Linked DNA regions of Mus musculus: regions 1, 2, 3, 4 and 5 are each linked to region 6. Evidence: chromatin contacts called from public HiChIP or PLAC-seq data. All regions are on one chromosome and are shown on one strand. Each heading gives the region's core, a stretch centred on a gene start, on an enhancer-like site or on the middle of the called end of the contact. The rest is flanking DNA. Distances are from core to core; before and after follow the strand shown. Region 1 holds the start of Rapgefl1 (Rap guanine nucleotide exchange factor (GEF)-like 1). Region 2 holds the start of Thra (thyroid hormone receptor alpha). Region 3 holds the start of Rpl19 (ribosomal protein L19). Region 4 holds the start of Psmd3 (proteasome (prosome, macropain) 26S subunit, non-ATPase, 3). Region 5 holds the start of Msl1 (male specific lethal 1). Region 6 holds the start of Erbb2 (erb-b2 receptor tyrosine kinase 2).

What was found. HiChIP or PLAC-seq counts read pairs in DNA pulled down with a chosen protein or histone mark.
Region 1: an HNF4G HiChIP or PLAC-seq map of pancreatic cancer cells shows a contact between it and region 6. The contact joins the promoter of Rapgefl1 here to the promoter of Erbb2 in region 6. A contact is called at or near these places in 1 of 39 promoter capture datasets (liver) and 1 of 115 datasets of contacts at active chromatin or transcription factors (pancreatic cancer cells).
Region 2: a contact with region 6 is called in a FOXA1 HiChIP or PLAC-seq map of pancreatic cancer cells. The contact joins the promoter of Thra here to the promoter of Erbb2 in region 6. A contact is called at or near these places in 3 of 115 datasets of contacts at active chromatin or transcription factors (extraembryonic endoderm stem cells, microglia and pancreatic cancer cells).
Region 3: an HNF4G HiChIP or PLAC-seq map of pancreatic cancer cells shows a contact between it and region 6. The contact joins the promoter of Rpl19 here to the promoter of Erbb2 in region 6. A contact is called at or near these places in 2 of 115 datasets of contacts at active chromatin or transcription factors (memory CD8 T cells and pancreatic cancer cells).
Region 4: a FOXA1 HiChIP or PLAC-seq map of pancreatic cancer cells shows a contact between it and region 6. The contact joins the promoter of Psmd3 here to the promoter of Erbb2 in region 6. A contact is called at or near these places in 1 of 39 promoter capture datasets (neural stem cells), 4 of 115 datasets of contacts at active chromatin or transcription factors (the NIH/3T3 cell line, large pre-B cells, memory CD8 T cells and 1 more) and 1 of 9 other capture datasets (adipose tissue).
Region 5: an H3K27ac HiChIP or PLAC-seq map of extraembryonic endoderm stem cells shows a contact between it and region 6, with 3 times the contacts expected there. The contact joins the promoter of Msl1 here to the promoter of Erbb2 in region 6. A contact is called at or near these places in 1 of 15 datasets of contacts at CTCF or cohesin (the NIH/3T3 cell line), 1 of 484 Hi-C or Micro-C datasets (embryonic stem cells) and 4 of 115 datasets of contacts at active chromatin or transcription factors (epiblast stem cells, extraembryonic endoderm stem cells, pancreatic cancer cells and 1 more).

The regions. Positions count from the first base shown.
Region 1 is chr11:98,835,371-98,838,292 of GRCm38.p6, reverse strand. It overlaps Rapgefl1 (Rap guanine nucleotide exchange factor (GEF)-like 1), which reads right to left and starts at 1,508. Exons shown (of 15, transcript NM_001080925.1): 1 at 620-1,508. The coding sequence starts at 1,139.
Region 2 is chr11:98,740,257-98,743,430 of GRCm38.p6, reverse strand. Thra (thyroid hormone receptor alpha) reads right to left here and starts at 1,646. Exons shown (of 10, transcript NM_001313983.1): 1 at 1,425-1,646.
Region 3 is chr11:98,025,423-98,028,316 of GRCm38.p6, reverse strand. It overlaps Rpl19 (ribosomal protein L19), which reads right to left and starts at 1,393. Exons shown (of 6, transcript NM_009078.2): 1 at 1,327-1,393; 2 at 388-494. The coding sequence starts at 1,331.
Region 4 is chr11:98,680,911-98,683,819 of GRCm38.p6, reverse strand. It overlaps Psmd3 (proteasome (prosome, macropain) 26S subunit, non-ATPase, 3), which reads right to left and starts at 1,266. Exons shown (of 12, transcript NM_009439.1): 1 at 883-1,266. The coding sequence starts at 1,090.
Region 5 is chr11:98,794,195-98,796,975 of GRCm38.p6, reverse strand. It overlaps Msl1 (male specific lethal 1), which reads right to left and starts at 1,460. Exons shown (of 9, transcript NM_028722.3): 1 at 372-1,460. The coding sequence starts at 1,145.
Region 6 is chr11:98,410,778-98,413,737 of GRCm38.p6, reverse strand. Erbb2 (erb-b2 receptor tyrosine kinase 2) reads right to left here and starts at 1,254. Exons shown (of 27, transcript NM_001003817.1): 1 at 1,003-1,254. The coding sequence starts at 1,075.

The DNA.
Region 1 (2,922 bases), core at 259-2,758, 420 kb before region 6:
TTCTCAGGGTGTGGTTATTATTTTTTTAAAAAAGGCCCTCTGCTGAGGCATGGCATGGGAAGGGTGGGTGCTACGGAGGCCCAAAGCCTTCTGGATGCTGCAGTCTCCTGGTATCTTCCCTTAGAGACCTTCGAATTCATCCCCAATAAAAGCAGCCGAGTTCTGTGACTATCCACATGGCCCCACCAAGTGAGGCGCTCCTACACAGCCAGGGACTCCTGTCAGCGGTTTTCAGGCCTCAGCTATGGTCTGGAGGGCAGCGTACAACCTCAGCGGGAAAGCGTCCACCTTAGGGTGTCAGGCCCTAATTTAGGGGCGTGGGAGGAGGTAGGCAGTATCAAGGGCTCGTGGGAGACTGGCTTAAATAGCCGAGAGAGAGGGAGGGTAGTTGAAGGAGAGAGATGGTTTCCCTTCTTCCCCTAGAATGAAGCTAATGTGGGGAGGAAGGTGGGTGCGCATTACCATGCCCCTTCCCCTACATTACTTCGGGCTTCCCCTCATCCTCTACACCAACACTGAGGACAAGAAAAAACAATCAGGGAGCATCCCCCGGGCCAATCCCTCACCTCCCACCCCCAACCCCGTGCTCTCTTGCTCTGGGATGGATGAGCAGGCTTACCTGAGGCGCTGCTGTCCCTGGTGGTCCCTCCAGCCAGGCGCTCCAGAACCCGGTTCAGAAGATGCTCTGGCCGCTCGGGGGCGCCCAGGGGGGCCCAGGGTGGTGAAGCCAGGGGTTCGCCGGGGGATAGCTCATCTGAGGAGTACGAGGAAGGAGAGCGCAGGGGCACCCCAGATCCTATCGGCCCAGGCCCGGGAACCTCCTCTAGCTGCAGCCAACAGGGCCCCCCACTGCCCGGCTCCTCAGAGACCCCTAATGGCTCTCCCCCTTCCTCCTCAACGGGCGGCTCCAGCCCGGGCTCGGTTGGGGGCTCTCGGAGGAAAGCTGGGAGCAGCAGGCGAGACACGCTCTGACGCCGCTGCAGTGGCCGCAGTCCCCCGGCCGGACCGCCGCCCCCACCAGGGCCCCCACCCCCTCCAGGCCCTCCGCAGCAACCCGGACCCCCGCCGGGACCTCCAGTCACCGCTCGCCCCGCCAGCTGAGACGTCTGCTTCTTCAAAAATTTCTCCAGTGGCTTCATGCCCCCCCCCCCGCCCCTCTCTTAGGGGCCGCCGGGGGACCCAGGTGTCCCAGGCGCGGGCGGGGGGAGGCGGGGACACGATGCTCAGAGCCGGGGGAGCAGAGCCGAGGGCCGTGCCAGGCGTCGGACTGCGAGCGAGAGGTGGCCGAGCCTCGCTGGCCAGAGTCCAGTGGCCAGTGGCCGGGGGAGGTGCCAGAGGGAAGAGGAGCTCGCTCTCAGCGGCCCCCCATGCCGGCTGCGGCCGAAGGGTTGGCAGGCTGAGGGGCTGGTGTCCCCGTCTCAGCGCTCCGGGGCCGGGCTGAGGCGACAGAGGCAGCGGGCGGAGCGCAAGGCTGAGGACGCGGCGGCGGCTGCGCTCCTGGCCCCGGGGAAGGTGGCAGAATTGAGACCGCGCCCCCTCCTCCAGTCCCCGCCCCTACCCTGCTTAGGCCCGCCCCCGCCCGGCCGCGCGAGGCTTGAACTTGGGCTCTGGCGCTGACCGCGAGGAAAATTAGGACTTGGGTTTCTGACAGTCGCAGAAGGGCAAAGGCGAGGGAGAGATCTACCAAAGCAGAGGACTCCTGGCTCTTGATTACCGGGTCTCTTTTGAGCATTTCAAATAACCAGGGCATATGTTTGACCTTGGCACGCCTACCTGTGCACAGGTGAGGCTTATAAAGACTGCTGAACTCTTTGCATCTTTCCCACAATTTTATTTGGTCATTATCTTCCACCTGTTGAGAAGGGCTGGGACGGCGTCTTGGGTAAACTGGTATTGGCACTGGGGGCGGTACCCATATTCCTTTCTGATAGGGTTTAGGGGGTGGTGCAGGGCCGCCCTGTAAGGCAAGTACTGGCAAGTAGGAAAGAGCCAGGCAGAGGCCAGCAGGTTGTGGCAGGTCTAATTGGGGTGAAAAGAGATAGTAGACTGAAAGAGACGACCAAAAGCACAAGGGCATCTTAGCCCAGGTGGTAGCGAAGGGAAGCAAGACTGAAGAGATGTGTAAGTCCCCAAACTGCCAACTATCATCCATCACCTAGCACATTAGTGTATATAGCCATAGAATGGGAGAAATATTGCCCTTACTCCTGGTGGCTACGCCAGAGCATTCTGTCTCCCAGGGTACACTCCACTAGGATGGGGCTGTAGAGACAGTGTGAACACATCCAGGCTTGGTATACATGGTGAAGGAGTGGCACCGGGTTCCTGGTGGGCTGGTGTTCCTTGGGCAAAGTCCCACCCCTGTTTACTGTGCCTCAGCAAGGCATGGATGGACAGGAATGCTAAGAGCTGGGAGTGGTGAAACTGACAGGGTGTGTACTACACTTGTGTTGCTGTCGGTGCAAACTCAGTTCCATGTGTGCTAGAGCATGTGTTCACAGAAATAAAGCTCTGCACACCCATCTGGGGATTTGGAGAGGGAACAAAAAAAAAAAAAAAAAGAAAAAGAAAAAGAAAAAGAAAAAAAAAAGCTCCGATTTTGCTATGAAGCTGGATCTGAGCATTGGTTTCCTGGACAGCCTTAATTGGACACTCGGCCTCTCTTAAGGTTGGAAGTAGGAACTGGCCAGAGTGGCTTAGAGCTCCCCAGGTAACCTTTTAGGAACCAAGAAGAGGGGAGGGCTTCTCTTCTGCACATGCCACAGTTACCAGATTAAGCCGGTTGCCTTGGTAACCTCTTCTCTGGGCAGGATTTGGGATTGTCGGTTAGGAAGGGTGAAAAATTGGGGAGTGTGAAGGGTGTGGGAGCTGGAAATAAAAAGGGACCGAGAGACTTCTAGAAACTAAATGCTTGGGGAATCG
Region 2 (3,174 bases), core at 397-2,896, 330 kb before region 6:
ATGACGGCTACATGACTGGACACATGTGAACATGTGTGTGTTTCTGAATGACAGGGTCTTTTATGATTGTGCGACTGTGTCCAATTGCTGTGTGTGTGCATGTGTGCATGCATGCATTCGATAGTGACTTTCTCGGTGTGGGTGACAATGACTCCTTCTTACCCCTGTGTGACAGCATCTCCCTGTGATCCTATGCGTGGGTATGTGCATAGGCCGTCTCTCCGCCCTGCTCTTGGTCTCCCGTGGGTGTGTCCCACCCTTTGAGCTCCACTCTGCAGTGGAGGCCTGCCTCTTCCCTTGTCCCCATGTGGGTGTGTCCAGCAGCTCCTGTCCTTGAATCTGCCTGGATGTCCCCGAGTGAGCATGTAGCTGTCTGTGTAGGCATATCTGTTGTCTGCATGTCACCTTTGCCTCCCCCTTCATCTTGGACAATGGCCCCCTTCATCCCCTCCCCCTCCTGGGTCCAGAGCCAGCATTCAGGGGCAGGCCTCCCGTCTCCCTGGCTTTCCTTCTGTGTGCTCCCCCCTCCAGTCCCTAAAATGGGTGGCTCTCTTCATTGCCTCTGACATCTTCCCAGGCCTTCTTTTCACACTGGACAAGGGAGGGCCCAAGATAGAAAAGGGGCACCAGAGACACGTTGCAAGGGAGGGAAACGGGGAGCATGCACGCGCGCGCGCGCGGACACACACACACACACACACACACACACACACACACACACAGAACACGGGTCCATTTCTTCCTCTCTTCCCCAACCACAGGCCAACAATTCTCCTAATCATCTAGGGACCATCAAGTACACCCCCACTACTACAAGCTCACACTCCCCCCACCCCACCCCACCCGCCGCGTTTTTGCAATTAGGAGTGTTGCAACCAGAAAGCCATGCTCAACTGGAGAGGTGGGGAGGGGAGGGGGGCTTCTCTCTCCTCCAGCCCATGCAAGCCCCTCCACCCTGCCGCACCCACATTGCCCTTCCTAGCTAGAGACAGCTTTGCAAAGGCCATTCGGTCTCTTTGGCTGGGGGGGTGGGGGGACACGACAAGCTTCTGGCACACCGTAAACAAACCGCGGCGGGGCGGGCGGGGGAGCCTCGGCAGGCAGCGGGGCCCAACCCGGGAATGCGCAGCAGACCGGCCGGACAGAGGCCGGGGCGGGCCCTCGAAGGGGAGGCCCAGACGCCATCTCCCTGGGCGAACCCCGGGGCCCACCGACCACTTAACAGCACCTTCTTTCCCCAGGGCGTAAGTGGCTAGCTCTCGGGCTGTGACAGGGTCACCCGGGCGCCGGAAAAGACTGAGGTCGGCGGCGGGAACCCCCTGGGCGCCCCCAGCCCGCCTCCAAGCTGGCCAGAGACCCGCGGCTTTGCATAATCAATCGCGATGCATTTGCATATTAATGCCCCCTTGCTCCCTCCTCCTTACCTCGGCTTGGCGCGCTGGTCCGAGCTGAGCAACGACGCGGGGGTCTCAGCGCCCCGTGCCGGGGGCGTCCATGGGGGGCCGGTGGGGCCCGGGCCGCCCGCCTCCAGCGCCGGGGTGTGAGTGCGAGTGAGCGCGGGGGGGCGGGGGGCGAGTGTGGCGGCCCCGCGGCTCCTCCGGCAGAGGCGGCGGCCGCTCTGGCTCCTCCCTCCCCCGCCCCGCTCCGGCTGGGGCTCCAGCTCCGCGCGCCCGGCCGGCTCGCGGCTGCTCCCTGCAGGCCGCCTCGCAGTCGCCGGTCCCCGCCCCTCGCCCCCCGCCGCTCCCCAGCTCCTGGCCGGCCGCCCCGCAGCCCCTCTACCGCCTTGGCCCCTACCAGGCTCAGACTCGCCCACCTCACCCCCGCCCCCCCTACGGCTCCATCCAGGAGCGACGGTCGGTGACACGTTTTGAGAAAGATGTCATTTTCAAATAAAATAGCTTTCATTTGCGAGGAGAATTGGGGGAGGGGGGTTCTGGTTTGCACCCTGGGGTAGGGGGAGAAGGACCGAGGAGATCACTGCACCTTATAAATCCGGGAGGAAGTCCAGATACCAAACGCTAAGGGTAGTTTCAGAGTTCGGGTCCCTTCTTTGCGAACAACTCCCTGTGTGACCTTGAACACATTACAGCATCCAGGGTAAGAGCACAAAATCCAAAGGTTGGACAGGTTACTTCTGAAATCCTCCTAACTTCAACCATCCTATTTCTAGCCGTTTTGGAGGCTCGTTCCACATTGTGCCTCCTCTCTCGTTTCTAACATTAATGCTGAATCCACTGTCTCCTCTTGCAAACGTCTCTGTTCTCCATGGAAGCTCTTTCTAGTCACTGCCCACCAGCCATTCCCCAACAATATACTCCTATACTAAGCTTGGGGAATGGGGGTGGACAAGACTCGCTACAGCCCCTTATCTCCCAGCTTCTCAGAGGTGATATTTCCTCTCCTGTGTATACCATCAAAATCCAAATGGTTCAAGGGCCAATCTAAGCAACAGAGTGGCTGCAAATAGGTGGACTCCTTTTCTCAAAGGAGAGGTCTCCATGCCAGTTCCGGACCCTTGCGCGCGCACGCGCGCGCACGTGCGCCAACCACACACACAAAACACACAACACACACACACACACACACATACACACACACACCTGCATTCGTGGACATAAAACCCTGCCAGTGACGCCAGAGCCCCTTTCATCTTGGGATCTACTACCGCCAGGCAGAGGTCTAATTACCCTAGCACCCCCCTCTGGCCCCGCCGGTTCCCCCGCTATCATTAGCCCAGTTTTACCAGCGGGGGCCATAGCCTTCCCACGGCTCCCAGGGCGGAGCCCTGCCTCCACAGCCTGCTCTTGGGGAGGAGCCAGAGAGTGTGTCTGGGGAGCTGCTCTTCTAACCGTTCAGTTCATACTGGATAGAATCGTTTGCTGAGTGGGTTGCTGACCAACAGTCTCTCCAAGTTGGGCTGCCCTTGCACATCTTAGTTCCAGCCACCTACATCCTGAGCCAATGGACTCACTTCTCTTACAAGGGGTTTTAAGGGTTTACAAGGGATGAGGAGAAGGGAGAATGCCTCTCGTGGGGCTCCCGATAGGGAAGGGACAGGAAGCTGGATGAGGGAGGAACGAAGTGGAAGCCTACGGTTACTGGGGATGGCAAGGGGGACTGAAGGACACACACAATGGTTGAAAGAAGCCTGCACTGTACAGCGGCAGCTGCAGT
Region 3 (2,894 bases), core at 144-2,643, 390 kb after region 6:
AGTGCCAGCCACAAAAGTCAAGCTCTTACCCTTGACCCAACATCCTGAAAAGGAGATGAAATCCTGGAATACTTATTTTAAAAAGAACATTTACCTCGTAAATATTTCATAGCATATTGGTGTATCTGAAATGCAGTTTAACAAAGTACTTGGTCTGATACTAACAAGGCTTGCTTCTGTCTTGAAACCTCATCCAACATCCTCCAGTCTTTAAATATCAAAAACTTCCACGGGACATAAAATACTCACTTTACTCATAAATTATTAATGTAACACGAGATGGTTGCACCCTATAAACTATTTCTATATACAATGATATATGTATAAGACATACATACTTATCTCCTTATAGGTAGATAGTGAGTGAGGGTGACAGATCATACTCACGGGAGTTGGCATTGGCGATTTCATTGGTCTCATTGGGATCCAACCAGACCTTCTTTTTCCCGCAGCGGAGGACACTAGAGGCAAGCCTCTTCTGTAGCCTGAGCATACTGGGTACACAGAAAGCACTAGTAAGCCCTGGAAGCGACATCTGAACAACAACAAACACTCCAAGCAAAATCTTCCCTCTAAAATATACACCAGTATGCATACATTTCTATTAAGGGCAAACACACCCCCTAGACCTAAAATTTTTGCCACCCCTTCCTGTCCTCTAATAACTATTTCCAAAGCAAGGCCTTAAATCCAAACCAAGAAAGACCTGGGCAATGAACGTGGCCAAAGTGGCCAGCCATTTGAGATCTGGGGTGGGGGGAAGGGGTGCTTAAGCTCTTCCGGGTACTTGGCTCGGTGAAGACTTTAATGTTAAGGATCAGACACGAATTGATCAGACTCGACTGTGACGCAGCCTGTTTACCCAGAACAGGCGAGGCTCTTTGCTTTCTGGGCTCTTTTTCACGTTAATAAACCTCGTCCAGCCGTTCGGGCGGAAGCCGACCCGGCACCTCATCCTCCGCACTCGGAGGCCTGGCCTTGCCCGAGACTTGTCCCACGTTACATGGTAGGGGTCTGTTGGGCTCCGGCGAGCCGAGGAGCCACTCAGGGCCCTGTCGCCGCTGCTCTCCCCGCGCCCTGCCTCACAACGCGTGACAGGCAGAGAGCGGCGCCCGCGGGAGATCTTCGGGCCTCGGCGTCCCGCGTTCCACCCTCCCTAGGCCCAGGCCGTGCGCGCTCTCCGCGCTCCGGGTGCGGCCGCACCACGCTCGCCTCCCCTCTCCCCTCTGCCATCCGGGGTCCCGGCCCCGATCCCTGCCAAGCCTTGCCGGCCCCGTCGGCCCCGTCGACCTCATCGGCCAAGAACCGAGAGCCGGGCCCGCTCACCTCATGGCTGCGGCCGCAGCAGCGAAAGGAAAGAGCTTGTGGGCCGCAGGCTCCGCCCATTATCTGCGAAGGGGAGAGCCCAAGCCCCACTCCATGATTGTCTGTATTTACGCTACGCTATTTCACCTTATTTCATCTCACACTAATTTGTTTTCTTCCTAAAAAATCGTGATCCTAGATACTGGAGATCGAGAATCAGTTTTAAACTGTAAAACACAAAAGACCTACCCCTTTCGTCGGGCAAAATGGTTCAGTCCGACTCCGCGGCGCACATGCGCAGTGAGGGCGTTTGGTCACGTGGTCCTCTGGGTAGCCGGAAGTCACGCTAAGTCGCGCAGGCGGCGTGAGGAGGGTTTGGCCTGGACGGCCTGGTCTTCGCGGAGGGCTAGCGGTCTGTGAAAGGTTTCTAGATTAGCTGGGAGAAAAGGAGCGAAGGGAGTGTTAGAGAATAAGGACGGCGGAGAGCCAGCGGACACTACCCCGCTTTCGCTCCCAGAGAGTAGTAGCTCGCGCGCAGGCAAAAACCAAGAGATTTTTCTCAGTGCCCCCGCAGATCCCTATCTCTGGATGCTTCCATTTCAATCTCCATTGTAGTCTGAACCTAAGCCTCGTATTTCTGTCATCCACTTGTGAAAATCATATGCATCTACTATTACAAAAAAGGCGTTAGCACAAGCAAGCGGAACCAATCTCGTTTGGCTCAATCTGCACTGTAGCAAGTCCGTGTGAGGAGACCCTACATTGACTAAACGAAGGGTTGTCAGAACAAAAAAGGACGAATGGCTTTGGAGACCTCTGACTGAAAACCCAAAGAGAATGTTCTGGGGGCCAAAAGTTCAAATATCTGGAGCTCCGGAGCGGAGCAGCTGGCTTACTCCCTTAATCCTGTCAGGAAATGATATGGACCCAAATTTAAGGTGGTCCAGGCAATCTGGGCTACAGAATAAGACCCCAGTACTTGGGAGGCAGAAGGATCAGAATTTCAAGGCCACCCTTAGCGACATATGGAGTTCAAGGCCAGCCCGGATATTGGGAGCCCCGATTAAAAAACAAACCCAAAAACCAGGGAGTGGGACTAGAGATGGCACAGGCTTGTGCGTTTGCAATGGATTGCAGTTGGATTCCCAACATCCATATCTGCCTGTAAACATTCAGAACTGTCAGTAACTCCTTGCTACCTGGTGCCCTGTGCCAGTCTCATGCGCTGGCACAGTGAGGTAGAGCAGATATGATGGCATGCATGGATATGCACATAAATAAAAATAACCCTGTTTTTTAAAAGTCCTAGACCCAAGCTGGGTATTGTAGTATGTACCAGCACTCAGGAGGCAAAGGCAGGTGGATCTCTGTGAGTTTGAGAACAGCCTGGTCTAGATCAGGGTTCTGGTCCTCTTGCTTACTTGAATCAAGAGTCTTTCTTTTTCTCTGCTTGTTTTTGAGACAAGGTCCTGTTATGTAGCCTAGGATGGCCTCAACTCTATCTTCCTGCCTCTACCTTCTCTCCAGTGCTTGAATTGCACTTACAGGTCTGCGTCTCTGTGCTTGGTTGCTATCTTCTTTGAATTTTC
Region 4 (2,909 bases), core at 17-2,516, 270 kb before region 6:
CAACTCAGGGCATGACTTGGCCTATCACCATGTTTTAAAGTAGTTTCTCGTGCAGTTGAGACACACACACACACACACACACACACACACACACACAGAGAGAAAAAACTACAGATCACCCGGAAAAGTCTCATCGCGCGCACATGGACAAGATATACTAAGTGGAAAAAGTAAAAGAGCAACTTAAGCGGGACAAGGGGACAATAGGAGCCTGAGAACGGGTCTCTGGTGTTGGCTTATAGGAGTCGGGGCCACAGGTAGGCATTATAAACTAAAAGAGAAAGAAGGCAGGGGTGGGGGGGGAGGGGGTCTGATTCAGAAGTAAAAGCGTGCGTGTGCTTGAACTCTTTAGGAAAGGAGGGGTAAGGTCCTTAAGAGAGTGGAAAAGTGCACCGGGACTTTTAGTTTAGATGCTTCAACTACAGAAGGAAGGCAGAAGGTAGAAATGGCTCTCCGAGGGAGTTTGCTAAAGGAGCCTAGAGCTACAGAACCCATTTTTATAAACTCTTAAACTAAGAGGCTAGTGTAATCTGTTACCCTGGTTTCTCTAGACACAAATACAAATGCTACTTTCTACATAGCAATAACAGGCGCTAGAATCGGTCGGATGGAGTAGATCACTGGGAAGGACTGAAGAAAAGGCTCGGTGAGACTAAGATGCAACCCCAGAGGAGGAGAGCAGTCCGCAGACTGGAGAACAGGTTCGGTCATCGGCTGGGGTCGAGGGAGTCAGGGTGGTTGGGCGGGCACTTCTGACCCCAGCTCCATTGACCGAAGGAACCAAGGTAGGTGGAGGCTACGCAGAGGTCCCAGCAAGAAGTCGCATCACCCTGGCCGCTGTCACCGGTGATCGCGGCACGACCCCGACGTGGGCTCCCGTACCTTCTAAGGTGACAGTGTCCAGCTCTCTCTGGGAGTGCTCGGTCGCAGCTGCCTTGCCGTCTCCCTCCCCCGTGGAGCCGCTCCCAGCTGCTGCCTCCTCTTTCATCTCCACATCCTGGGGGGCCGGTGGCGGCGGTTCTTGTTCCCCTCCCGGCGGCGGCTTTGCCTTGTCGGCGCCTCGGCGCCGCGCCGAGCCCTCCTGCTTCATGGCGCCCGGGGTCGAGGCCTAGTCCGGGGACCGAAGCAGGGGCCTCGCGTAAACCCTCACACCAGAGACCAGGCACAGAGCCGGGCCTGCACACCAGCGCGGGCTCGCGTCGGGCCGCACGATGACCGAGCAGCTGCAAACTCCTTCCCGGCGCTGGGGCTTCTGGGAAATGCCAGGCATGGCGAGCAGATGGCCGAGTCCAGGGAGGGAAAATAAATCAACAGCCGAGGTGCACGATGAAGGCGGATCTTCTAGGAAGTGGGAGGAGTCTTCAAGAAACGATGAAGGCGGACCTTCTAGGAACTGGGAGGAGTCTGCAGGAATTTGTGGGACCTGAGAGTGGTGATTTTATCTTCCTCTCTAGTGTACATCTTTGGATGTCCGCGAGAGGTCACTTTAGACTCCAAGCTGGGCTACAACAGACTCTAACATGTAAGTGGGTAGGACCTATCGGAGCTCAGATGGGGATGACATCATGAGTTGCCGGGCAGATTCCTCTCCACCCCCCTAACCCCCGCCCCGGTCAAGCTCTCCCAGTTTGCGCGGGTCAGGTCCCCAATGAAATCCGCCAGGCTCGTGCTCTCAACGCCCGCCAGATGCTTCCAGCACCAGAAAGAAAAGGAGCTTGTGGACGTGTAGCTAGGCTGTTTGGCTTTCGATAAACTGAGCTCAACCCCCAGGGCATCCGAACTTCCTTGTCAAATTTTTGTATAATGCTGAGTATAAGGCATACCTTCTCTGCAGCCTGGGAATGTGGGGGTCGTGTGTATTTGTGTAGAATTAGTCAAATTTAATAATAGGAGTCCACGTTGTATACTGCTCAGGGCCAGTATATATAAGATTGTTGAAAAACCCAACATGCCCAGCGTGGTGGTGCATGCCTTTTATCCCAGCACTCAGGAAGCAGAGACGGGTGGGTTTCTGTGAGTTCGAGGCTCAGCATGGTTTACAGAGTGAGTTCCGGGACCACCAGGGCTACACGGAGAAACCCTTTCCCGAAAAAGTAAACAAACAAACAAACACCAGCTCAAGAATGTAATGTAGGGCTAGGTGTGGTACATAATTTTAATCTCAGTGGTACACAACTTTAATCTCAGCACTAGGGAGATCTTTGAGTTCAAGGCCAGCCTGGTCTACATAGCAAGCTCCAGGACAGCGGGAACTACACAAAAAGACCCTGTCTCCAAAAAAAGAAAAAAAAAAGAAAGTAATGTTGAGGGGGTGGTGAGATGGCTCAAGTGAGTAAAGGTGCTTGCCAAGTATGAAGACACGAGTTTGATCCCTGGGTCCCATGGTAGAAGGAGAGAACTGAGTCTCACGCTTTTCTCTGACCTCCATAAGCATGCTGAGGCTCGAGTTCCCCTCCCCCATAAATAAATGCTTTTTTTTTTTTTTTAAAGGTTTTTCTGTATTGCCCTGGATGTCTGGGAACTCACTCTGCTTCCCAAATGCTGGAATTACAAGCATTTGCCACCACTACTAAGCATAAATGCTTTTTTTTTTAATTAGATATTTTCTTCACTTACATTTCAAATGCTATCTCCAAAGCCCCCTATATCCTTCCCCCTTCCTGCTCCCCAACCCACCCACCACAGCTTCCTGGCCCTGGCATTCCTCTGTACTGGGGCATATGATCTTTGCAATATCAAGGGGCCTCTCCTCCTATTGATGGCCAAGTAGGCCATCCTCTGCTACATATTCAACTAGAGACACAAGCTGGGGGGTGGGGGTACTGGTTAGTTCATATCGTTGTTCCACCTATAGGGTTGCAGACCCCTTTCGCTCCTTGGGTACTTTCTCTAGCTCCTTCATTAGGGGC
Region 5 (2,781 bases), core at 211-2,710, 380 kb before region 6:
CAACCCCTGCCATACAGCCACATCTGCACCCCACCCTATCATTTTTAACCCCTCGTAAATCAGGTCTTTCCCACTCTAAACGTCTTTCCCACAAGTGTGGGGCTGTCGTTTTAAATTAACCCTTTGGCAACCGAAGCCTCCCATAACACCCCCCACCACACACACACAGGTTGCCCTTTAACCCTTCCTTCCGACCCAACGTGTCAGTGATGCCAGGCTCCTAACGACCCAACATCTAAGGCACTCTTTAGCTGGTGGCCAACTTCCTCTAACCCTAACCGAGCGGGGACCTCTGCCTCCTACAGCCCCCTTCCCCCGAGCATGCGCAGAGCTCGCTCTCCATCCCTAATGCAGATTAACCCCTCCCGTACCGTATCTCTCTCGGACTTCAGCTCCTCTATCTCCTTCTCCTTGGCCTGCAACTGCTGCTGCTGCTGTTCGATGAGGTCCAATTGCAGCAGAAGGATCTGTTTGAGGCAGGCGGCCTGACTGGAGGCTCCCGAGCCGCCGCCACCCCCGAGAGGGCTCTTCCTTATACTCTTCCATCTGCCCTCACTGGCCGCCAGGGTCCCAGCAGTGGCGGTGGGCGCGAGGGGTGGTGGCCCGGGCAGAGGTAGTGGTGGGGGTCCCGCCGGGTCCGAGGCGGTGGCAGCTGGGGGAGCCGCCCCACCCTTGTCCCCAGCCCAGGGCGTAGGCTCTTTGGCCGCCGCCACCACGATAGAGCCCGTCTGAATGGGCAGCACCGCCTGATACTTGGGCCGGGGGCTGCAGCCAGCGCCGGCTGCGACTGGCTCCCCGCCGATGCCGGCTTGTTTAGTAGCTGGGGGCGGACAGGGCAAGGGCACCGAACCGCCCCAGCTCTCTTCCTGCTGCCCGGGGGCCGCCCCGGCTGGGAGTAACAAGCCCCGGCCCTTGCCGCCGCCGCAGCCGGCTGGAGAGGGCGAGGGGCTCCCGCCCTGGGAAGAGGCCAGCGGGGGCCCCGGCTCCTTGAGCTTACGATGCCGGGGGAGGAAATGGGCTTCGGCCGCCCCGGACTCGTCCTCGGGCCCGCCCAGCGCCGCAGCCCGCTCGTAGTCCAGTCGCTGCTCGGGGTTGCCGCCGGCAGGGGCCGCGGCCGCCTTGAACACTGCGGATCTCATGGTCATAGTGGTCCGGAGCAGCGCGGGGGACCGAGACGGAGGAGGGGGTGGGGAAGGGGCGAGGTGCGGGGGGTCGAGGACGGAGGAGGGGGAGGGGAGTTTGGCGGGCTCGGCTCAGCAGAGCAGCCGCAGGCCTCCGCTAACGCGGCTTCTCCGAGGCCCGGGCGCCATCCCGCCGGCGAGCGGAGAAGTGGAGGCCGCAGCTGAGGCCCGCCGCCGACCCATGGTGGCCTCGCCGCCGCCTCTGCTGCCGCCACCGTCGCCTTCGCCGCAGAGGCAGGAGCTCGCACCCAGCCGCCCCCGAGCTCATCCCCGGAGCTCGCTTCGGCCCCCCCTGCCCGGCCGGGCCCGCCTCGTCTCCCCACCCCGCACCCCCCCTTCCCCGCCCCGGCCCCCCGCCCCGGAGCTCGCCTCAGCCGCCCCGAGCCTCCATTTCCCCCCCCTTGCTCCTCCTCGGGAGGGGGTGGGAGGGACGGGTCCGCCCAGAGCCCTCCTACTCCGGGAGGGGGGGTCTGCCGCCTCCCCCGGGGGTTCTCCGCGCCGCCGGGTCCCCCTCCCCCACAGTCACCCCCGACTCCTCGGCGTTTCCCTTTAAAAAAAACGGAGCCGCCGCAGCCGCCGCCACCGCCGACCGGAGCGCGCATGCGCCGAGAGGGCAGCGGGCGGGAGCGAACCGGGAGCGGAGAGGAGGGAGGCGGGTAGCGCTATTGTGAAAGGGGCCGCGGCTACCGCTGCCGCCGCGAGGGGGAGGGGACCGAGGCGCGGGGGCCCACGAGGGGAGGTCGGGGACGAGGGCGAGGACGCAGGAGCGGGCGAAGGTGGGCTGCCGAGGCAGGGGCGGGCTGGGGAGGGAAGAAGGGCGAGGGCGGCCGCTGGTGGTTGGGGAATGCGGAGGATCCCCGGCAAAACCAAGTGCGAGAGAATGGGGTTGGGGAGGAAGGAAGGAGGTAGATGCTCCCGCCCCTCGCGGACGCCTACCGACCGCTCTGCTGAGCCGGCCTTCGTCGGATAGCCCTTCCCTGGCGACCTGGCTACGCGCCTGGCCCACACCGGAGCCCCGCGCGCCTTCGGGACCGGCCCCGACCCAGGCTCCCTTGGAGCCTGCGGCTGTTTCATGGAGTAGAAGTCAAGCTTCCACCCTCTAGGCTCCCTGGCGGTCCCACATGGGTTGGGGAAAGAAGTGAAGTTCTTTGTCTCTAAGGGATCCAGCACAGAAATGGAGGGACCTCTGGTTCCCAGAAGCAGCAAAATCCATGATGTCTGCTGCCCAGGGAGTTGTAAGCACAACCTTGGGGTGAAGTACTGCCAACTACCGACAGTTGTTTCCCAAGCAGCCATGTCTCCAGCCTTCTTAAGCTGTAGCTACTCCTAGCATCTTCTGGAAAAAGATTCAAGAAATCTATGGAGAGATGTATGCCGGTGTTAGGACTAAGTGTTCTTTAGGGCCTTCTATTGGAGCACTTCCCAATTCTCCAGGTTCATAGTGTCTGTGTGCCTTAATTTTCCAAGCAACTTTAGCCACTAAGTCCTCATAGTTCCCTATGGAAAAAACATGTACATAGTTGTAAATTAATTGGTTGCTTATCTGTCTGAAGTGCACTTCTAAAATTTTTTTATAGGAGATAGGTATAGTGGTCTACAC
Region 6 (2,960 bases), core at 5-2,504:
GCTCTCTGTCTACCCCTAGCTGACCTTACTCCTTTTCGGTGCCCTCCCCCCGCCCCCAAATGCCCAGGAACCCTTTCCAGTTTATTGTATGGAAGCCGGGAAAACACAAGACCACCCTTCAAGATCCGAGCCTTCCCGGAATCCCAAAGCACACAGTACTTAAGCTGGCTCTAAGGAAATTTGTTCAAAACAGGGCTGTGGAGTGTGCAGCACTGTGATAGAGGGCTTGCCTAACACGGGCGAGACTGGGATGGAGGGTAGGGGTGTTCCATCCCCAGCACAGAAGAGAGAGAGAGAGAGAGAGAGAGAGAGAGAGAGAGAGAGAGAGAGAGAGAGAGAGAGAGAGAATGAGAGAGAACTGTTGCAAACAAATGCCTGCCCCTCCTCCTGCTCCCCCATATCCCAGACACTATCGATAGGCAACTCAACTGCGGAGCCGCCACTCGGTCCTCCCTGCTCGACAGGATGGGTTACTTTCCCCACCGCCCCCTCCACGGCGACCCCACTGGAAGCTGGAGTAACTTACTAAACCCAAAGGGCCAGAGGGGGTGGGAAGGGGGAGGGGAGGGGCAGAGGGGACCCCGAAGGCATCCTGCCCAGTCCGGTCCGGAGGCGGAGGCTGCCAACTGGAAGAGCTCTGAGAAAGCGTGAGGGGGGCTCGAAAGGGGGGAAGCAGGCGCACGCACGCACAGCGCTTCACACACCCTCCGGAGGAAAACTTTCCGACTAGTTTCAGAGAACTTTCCCAAGGAGTTCCCGGAGTCTCCTGGAGCCCGGGAGGCTCCGGTGTAGCGAGAAGGGGCCGGTCCGGACCTCCAGTGTGGTTCTCCGAGTGACTGTCCCATCCCCAACTGCTCCGATCTCCTCCGGGCCGCGGCGCCGGTAGCCGGAATCGTCCCAACGTCCCGGACCGCCCGGCCGTGGAGCTCTCGGGGCCCCGCGGCTCCGGCCGCCCGTGGGCGCAGCCGTAGCGGCCCGAGCCCTCCCCAAGCCAAGACCCACCTTGGGTACCCGCGGCTCCGGGGGACAGGAGGGCGAGGAGGAACCCCCAACGGCACCAGGCCGCCAGCTCCATGATGATCACTGCGGCTCCGGCCCCATGGCTCAGGCTGGACCAGGCTGCGGGCGCGGGGCGCGGCGAGGGCAGGCACAGGCGCGGCGCCGGAAGGGGCCGCCTGGGAAGGGGCGCTCCTGGGCTCCGGGTCCCCAGCGGCGGGCAATCTCAGCTCCACAACTTCACGCCGCACTTCCTCGAGCAGCCCTCCTCCTCCGCCTCCTCCGCCGCCGGTGATTGGGAGCCGCGCGCTCCCGGCTCGCCCCCCCACCCCTCCAACTGCATTCCAGCAAGACTGGGAGTGGCTGCTCCCAGCTTCACTTTCTCCCTCCCGGCGCAGGCCTGGGTGCGTCGCGCCCTGTGCCCTGACGCCTCGCTTGCTTGCTTGCAGTTCTCACCCACTTCCTAAAAGCAGGGCATCTCTTTACCCCTCTTTGCAGTCTTGGGTGGGTTTTATCTTGGATACTCTTGGAACGTTTGCATCACACTCTTAATACCAGATAAATGGTTTGTCGCCACATCCTCAGGTAAAATCAGCCTGGGAAGGGAATGTGTTATGTCTAACTGGTGACTTCCAAGACTCTCTGGGATATCAATTCTGTCCTTTTGGGTATCTCCTGCCTGATCTTAAAGGAACCCACAGAACTAGGAGAAGCGAGTCACATCGGGAGCCCTCTGTTCATCCTTGGAAGAACAGCTTCTCCTGTTTCTTTCTCTTTTTAAGACTTATTTTTATTTCAAATTATGTGTGGTCATATATGGGTTTTGGGGGGTGTCACATAAGTGCTGTTGCCCACAGAGGTCAGAAGAGGAAGTGGGAATCCCCCAGAGCTGGAGTTACAGGGTGCCGCCCACCCACTTTGGTGCTGGAAACAGAACTTGGGTCCTCTGCAAGAGCAGCACAGGCTCTCAACTGCTTAGCCATCTCTCCAACCCCATGCCCACTTCGTTCTGACTTTACCCAGTTCTCAGTTTCATTCATCGTCCTCTCTCTCCCTGTCCTTTTCGCCTGCCAGTTTACCCCTGAAGTACCTAGATATCACTCCTGAAGCCTGGTAACAGGTGAGAAAGGAAACAAAGGTATGCCTTTGGTTGGAAACTCCAAGAACACATTGCAAGAGACATGTTTACCAGGATGAATTGCCCGTCGTTTATCTGAAATTCAAATTGAACTTCATTACGTCCTTCTTCTTTATCTGCTACATCTGATGATGGTACTTGGAATGTTCCAGTAAAGAACACACCTGTGCTGGTCAAGATGCAATCAGAGGCATCTTTGGGGGAGAGAAATGAAGGGTGGCCCTCTCTTAATCTACTTTCATTGAACTGAAACTCAGTTTCAGGCAGACACTTCCACGCTAGGGGCCAAAGAACATGGGACTCTGGTATCTAGAAGACCTGAGTTCGTATCTTCCCTCTATCACATTCTGGCAGTGAGACCTTAGGCAAGTGACTGACGATCTCTGGGTCTTGTTTTACAAATCTGTAAGACTGTGTGTGCTAGGGGCTAAAGGAGAAGACACTCTAGAAGCACTCAGCAGTGTAGTGCTTGACACATAATAACTGCTCAGTAAATGATCCCAGATTTAGCCATTCTGGGGCAGATGGGGTGTTTGTGGGGATCAATTTGAGGTACTCAAAGAGAAAGAATACAACATTATAAATCACACCACCACACCCAGAAGTAGAACAAGAGGGCTGAGCCTGTGTTTTGGTGATAATGTATTTGCCTAGCATTGGGGCAGGGAAGAGGGGACAGGAAGGAATTTGAATAGAGAGAAAAAAATGTATGTGCATCATATGTAATAAGAATCACATGTGGTGACATATATATATATGTATATATTATGTATGCATCTATAATATATAATATTATATAATATACATATTAGGTGATGATATCCAA